2 separate regions of the Mus musculus genome follow, and region 1 is linked to region 2. The links are chromatin contacts, called in public promoter capture Hi-C maps. All regions are on one chromosome and are shown on one strand. Each heading gives the region's core, a stretch centred on a gene start, on an enhancer-like site or on the middle of the called end of the contact. The rest is flanking DNA. Distances are from core to core; before and after follow the strand shown.

What was found. Promoter capture Hi-C pulls out the DNA fragments that hold promoters and counts their contacts.
Region 1: a contact with region 2 is called in a promoter capture Hi-C map of hippocampal neurons, with 9 times the contacts expected there. The contact joins the promoter of Unc5d here to the promoter of Brf2 in region 2.

What each region holds. Positions count from the first base shown.
Region 1 is chr8:29,217,930-29,220,931 of GRCm38.p6, forward strand. Unc5d (unc-5 netrin receptor D) reads right to left here and starts at 1,707. Exons shown (of 18, transcript NM_153135.3): 1 at 1,313-1,707. The coding sequence starts at 1,409.
Region 2 is chr8:27,127,071-27,130,058 of GRCm38.p6, forward strand. Brf2 (BRF2, RNA polymerase III transcription initiation factor 50kDa subunit) reads right to left here and starts at 1,562. Exons shown (of 4, transcript NM_025686.2): 1 at 1,351-1,562; 2 at 390-449. The coding sequence starts at 1,504.

The DNA of each region.
Region 1 (3,002 bases), core at 457-2,956, 2.1 Mb after region 2:
TGAAAGCCTGCTCCATTATAAAAAGAAAAGGGGAGGGTGAAAAAGTTCAGGAAATGAAATGCAAATAGGCATAGAATAGGATCATACTGCTGAAAACCTCTATCCACCCTTTTAATTCCTCTTTCCAGGCGGTATCGCTGCTCCTAACACCGTTAGCTTCTATTAAAAAAAATGAGATTATACCGGTTCTTGGCATCTTTGTCAACCCTTCCAAAGGCCTCACAGCTACTAGCGATATGTTCAAGAGACAGAACAGAAGGAGAGGTGGTTAGCCCGGTGCCACCTCTTGCTAGACAAGCGTTAGGTAAATCATTTAATGCAATTACATATTCTAAGCCGGCTGGATGGCAAGCAGCAAAGAAGAAAGGTAAAGAAGGGCAGGGAAAGGGAAGCTTCTAGATTATTTCAAAGGTAGCCACAGCACTGGGGCTGTCTGGAACTGCCTGTGATCAGCTTCAAAACAGGTCCGTGTGGTTTATCTTTAAGTTGATGCTCTGCTGGAGTGCAGCGGATCTAGAAAAAGAGTGTGTGTATGTGTGTGTGTGTGGGGGGGGGGGGGGGGGCTCCTGAGCTTATTAGAAGCAGAGAAATCTCTGCTTCTAAATTTCCCTGCTGCTCAGTAGGGCCCGCGCTTCTAAGCTGGTATAAGCACCCGATAGGGAGAGGATGCGCCGAGAGTACAGCCTCCCTCCGGCCAACTGCTTATCCGGCTGGGCACTGCAGGCGCAGTTAAACCCCAGGGTACACACTCCCCAGAGCTCTTGCCCCCTCGCAGATTCTGTAAGGCAAAACCACTGCTGGCTTAGAGCCAAGACTAGGGTCGCCCGAGGGGCTTGGTGCAGAGCGAAGTGACCAGCTTGGATGCTTCCCCCTGAAGGGGAAAAAAAGCGCAGTCTCTATTGGAACCCACGGGCATGCCTCTTTCCCTATGCACTCTCGAACATCACCGTGGGCTCCCACCCAGGGACGAGCTCGCCCAAGAAGGAAAAGTGGAGAGGACCAAGGCGAGAGAGGATATAGGGAAGACGAGTTTTCCAGTCTGCAACAATTGAGGGGCGGAGGGTGGGGAGGGAGGTTGGAAAATCTCAGCGGGTGCAAACTCAAGGGGGGGGGGGGCCCGGTCAGAGCAACCTGTAGGATTACTGCAGATAGCAAACTTGGGTTGAAAGGCAGTGGTCCCCTGGAGCTCCTCTAACACGGTTCCCACTGAGTCGGGCTACGCGCGCGGAGAGAAGCCAGAACAACTTGGGAAACCCACGCCGAAGGTGAGAGTCCCGCTCCCCTCGCGCACCGCTGTCCACCCAGCGCTTACCTCGGGCAGCCGCAGCCCCCGCCGCCCAGAAAAAGAGTCCTAGCCATGGGAGCCACCGGCGCGCCCCGCGGCTGCCGTCTGCAGCCCCTGTCCCCATGCTCCGAGCTCCTCTCAGGATTCGCTCCTCTTCCACGCCCTGGAAGTCCGCGAGGAACGACGGCAGGGAGCCAACGCCAGTAGGTTTCCCCGGAGGTGGTGGTCTGTGGCGAGTCTCTTTTTCCCCACCGCCGCTCCCTACAGCAGCGGAACAGGGATATCAGATGGGCAGCGGGACGCAGCGCGCGCCCCCATCGCCTCCTGCGGCGCCGCCCGCCGTCCCCGCTAAGCGGCCCGCAGCCCCAGCTCCGCTCCGGGTCCGGGACTACCAAACCGAGCCTGGAGACCGCATCGCTAATGAGCCCCGGGGCCGCCTCTGCTCCACCCCTCCGAGCGGCGGCCAATGAGTCACGCCGGGGCGGGGCGATGGGCGGGGCCGGGCTCGGGAGGCGCAGGTGAGTCCGCAGCCGCCGCACGTGCGGGCACCGCCTCCCCGCTGCAGAGGCCCCCGCGCGTGCGGGATTGCAGCGCGCCCGAGCCCGGCGGCCGGAGGCGAGGATGCGCGAGCGCAAGCTGTGCCGAGCAGCCCGGCCTCTTGGAGGCGAGCGCCCAGCGGCAGAATGTGGGCGTCTGGCTTGCTAACTCTGAGTGAGACAGCGGCTTCCAGGAAACCAAGGTTTCGCTCAACTTTGAGTTCCACTTTTACCCGCAGTCCTGGGGAGGACGGGACGGGCGCTAGGGAGAAAAGAGGGTGGGGGTGGGGGGTGGGGGCAATGATAAGCTTCAACTGTGCCCAAATGTGAAAACGAAGAGGGAAATGAATCGAGGGCTTCTGGGGATGTATGGGATCAAATTTTACTTTAAGGAAGCAAAACCTTTTTTTTTTTTTTTTTTTTTTTTTAATACTTGCCGCTCTGGAATCTCAAAAGTTCTCAAAACTGCTTCACATCTGACCACTTAATGTGGTTTTGTTCATTCCAATTCAGGCCCTCGAAATTGCCTTTCTAGTAAGTAAGTAAAGTTCAAAAGGAGACCTGCTCAAAGTCTTCAGAGAAGAAAGAAAGGGAACATTTGTTTAAGCACACCACCCCTCCCTTCCCAGTCCCCTTTTATTAGATGGCTTGATCTTTACCTGATCTTGGAAGGGCCTCAAAGTTGTCTCTTTACCCCATCCGCTGGAGCAGGCAACCAGCTACAGACGACAACCCCCTTCCCCAAGACCGTTGGCTTCCTGTCCAGGTCTCCACAGTCAGACCATGGCTTTCTGTCAGAAGCTTTCAAAATGTCCCCTGTACTCAGCTGGTCAGAAATCTGGGTTCTCAATACAGATGGAAAGCTTCAATTAAAAGACAGCATTGGCAAGTGATTCCTCAATGGCTACCAAGCTCACTAGCCCACACATGCACACACACAAACAACAACAACAACAAAAATCTTGTCCAAGTGCAACCTGCTCCCAAACACCTCTGTATGGAAAAAAAAAATGGTTTGAGGTGGAGAGATTGTTGTGAAGGAGGTAATCACACTAACTTACTTGCTCCCAAAGACAAAGGGGATGATAGACAAAGATTGATTACCCGATAAACAGGTAGGCCATCCCTCTCTGCAGACACCAGGCTTGTGCACGTCAGCGGAAGGAGCTGATTTTTTCCTA
Region 2 (2,988 bases), core at 312-2,811:
AGGGTATGGGGGACTTTTGGGATAGCATTAGAAATGTAATTGAGGAAAATACGTAATAAAAAAATATATTTAAAAAAGAAAAGAAAAGAAAAAAAAAGGTTGATGCTCTGGGCTGGAGAGATGGCTCAGCAGTTAAAAGGCACTATTGCTCTTGTAGACGACCTGGGGTTTGCTTCCCAGCATCCACAGGGCTGCTCACGACCATCTATAACTGCAATTCCAGATGATCCAACCCCCTCTTCTAACTCCATGGGCACCAGGCATGCACATGCTGCACACACACACATACATGCAGTAAGAACACCCATACACATAATATCAAAACATTAAACAGTGACATAAATAAAAGCAAAGCTGAAATTTAAGGGGGAAAAAAGTTTGATTCTCACCTCGTTGCTGGCAGCGACTAACTTGTTCGTTTTCCCCAGTGCTTCGAGAATATGTCACTTCTGTAAAATAGCAAACAACAAATTACCCAGCTGGCCTTCGTTCACCTCCTCCTTGCCCTCTGACTGCATAAGGCCAGGGAGATTTCAAATGACTGTGTATCTACTTCTACCTCAGAGAAGATACCCATCTATGTAAAAGTAATAGGACAGAACTGTATTTTTAAAAGCTGCACTGGCAATTCTGATTTTCCAATAATTTCTCTGATACATTCACTTTTGAGGGCTGCATTAGCCAAGGGCTAGAGCAGTGGTTCTCAACCTTCCTAATGCTGCCACCCTTTAATACAGTTCCTCACGTTGTGGTGACCCCCAACCTTAACATTATTTTCGTTGCTACTTCATAACTGTAATTTTGTAATGGTTACACGAAGATTGCATTAGCTACAGAAAAAAAAGAGAATTATGAATTGCATTATGAATCATAATGTAAACCGCCTATATGCAGGATGGTCTTAGGGGACTCCTGTGAAAGATTCTGTGGACACCACGGCGGTCACCACCCACCGGTTGAGAACCGCTGTACTAGAGCAATGGCGTGGAACGCAGAGGAGAGCAAGTTGCCAATTAGTGCTAAAACCTGCTAGGAGATGATGGTTCGTGTTGTTATTTTCAAATAATTTACCGGCACTCCTTCAACACTGACTAGGTCTGACAAGACGAATGAAACCTTTATCGTTTCGTTCATTCACCAACCAATATACCCACCCAATGCCAGACACCGTTGTAGGTACTGGGAAATCAGATGGATCGCACCCTCCTCCAGCTCATCTGTTTACTTAAGCCCAATTCTCTCACATTTAACTGTGCGCATGGCCAAGAAAGGGAGGAGGCTGGAAAGAGGGAGCTGGGTTTAAGGACTCCACCGCCCAAGGCTGGCGATCCCCGGGTTCAAGACCAGTACCCCTGAAGTTGCCCTCGTCGCTAAAGGTGGTAGTTAGGACCCCTTCGGTGACCACGCAGCCGCAGTCGGAGCACACCAGCTGGCTCTGAGAATAATGCGAATCTTCCACGAGCTCGGAGGAGCCGCAATCCGGGCAGCGGCTTCCGTTCGGCATCTCGTCGGTCGGTCCAGGGCTGCGGTACCGCCGTCAGGCACAAACTCCCAGAGAACTTGTAACTGGGCAGCGGCAATAAAGTGGAGGGGCGCTTATTCCGGATGCACCATCCTCCTCCGGCCAGCTGGCCAATCGGCTGGCAGTTTGCTCCTCCCCTCGGCAGTACGCCACTTCCGATCCCTTCTGTGGACTCGGGTAGAAACCTGAGTTAGAAAGGGAGGTTCCTGGATTTAACTGTTTCTCAGGCTCTCTGGGTTTTTGTGGTTAGGCCACGTGGGGAGTTGACACAAACCACAGATGTGGAATTGTTGTCTGCAAAACACTATTTTTTAAAATATATTATCCAATTTATAATTTATTTTTTAGCCTATCATGCTTATGTAGCCCAGGCTGACCTAAAATACTGATCCTCCTGCCTCTGCCTACTACATGCTGGGATTACAGGCTTGTATTACCATGCCTGATTTAACTCCCTTCAAAAAAGTGGAACCAGTTTTTTCCTTTCTATGTAGTAAGGAACGTTAAGTTTGACCGTAGTAGAAAATAGATCACTCTGCAGTGAGAGAGCAGTAAATTGTGTTGTACTCTACGGACCTCCCCACACTAAGTTGCCGTCTCTCTTTCAAAGTCTCTCTTGTTGTTGTTGTTTTCCAACATATTTCTTTAATCCTAGCATTTAGGAGGTAGAGATTGAGCCAAGCCTGGTGTACATAATGAGTTCAGTCCAGTCAGAGCAACTTAATAAGAACATGTCTCTAAATAAATACAATAAGATGAACTAAAATCTTGAGTGGTAGATTTAAATATCTTCAGAGAATAGCATGAAAAACCATAGTTCTCTCCTCAAAGAGGATGTACAAGAGTTTATGCTAGAGCCAAAAAGGAGGACTTGAGCCCAGGAACAGATAGATACAAGTTTCTCCAAATAACACATAGAACTGTTAAGTGGTTACATGAAGATTGCATTAGATTTAGAACAAAGAGAGCCATATATCATACGATAGGGACCACTGGTAATAACATTACAGAATATGGGGAAACCCTTTCCATGGGTTTCAGATGCTATCTTCTGAATTGATGGAGGCTAGGAGTTGGTAAGAATGCATTTTAAATTGTCGGATTTTATTGTTGGTTTGATTTGGGTGTTTTGTTTTGTTTTGTACTTTAAGACAAGAGTCACTGTATATCTCTGGCTGTCTTGGAACTCATTATATATACCAGGATAGTCTTAAACTCACAGAAATCTGCCTCTCTCTACCTTCTGAGTGCTAGGATTAAAGACATTTGCTACTACATCTGGCCTTCAAACACACACATACACACACACACACACACACACACACCTCCTCTCTCCCCTTCAACTTTTGGCAAACTGGAAGCTACAGGCCGACTCAGACATGTTTAAAACCTTGAACTTTGAGCTATCCACGTGGCACGTGCCTTTAATTCTGACACTCAGAAGGCAGAGGCAGGCAGGTTTCTTT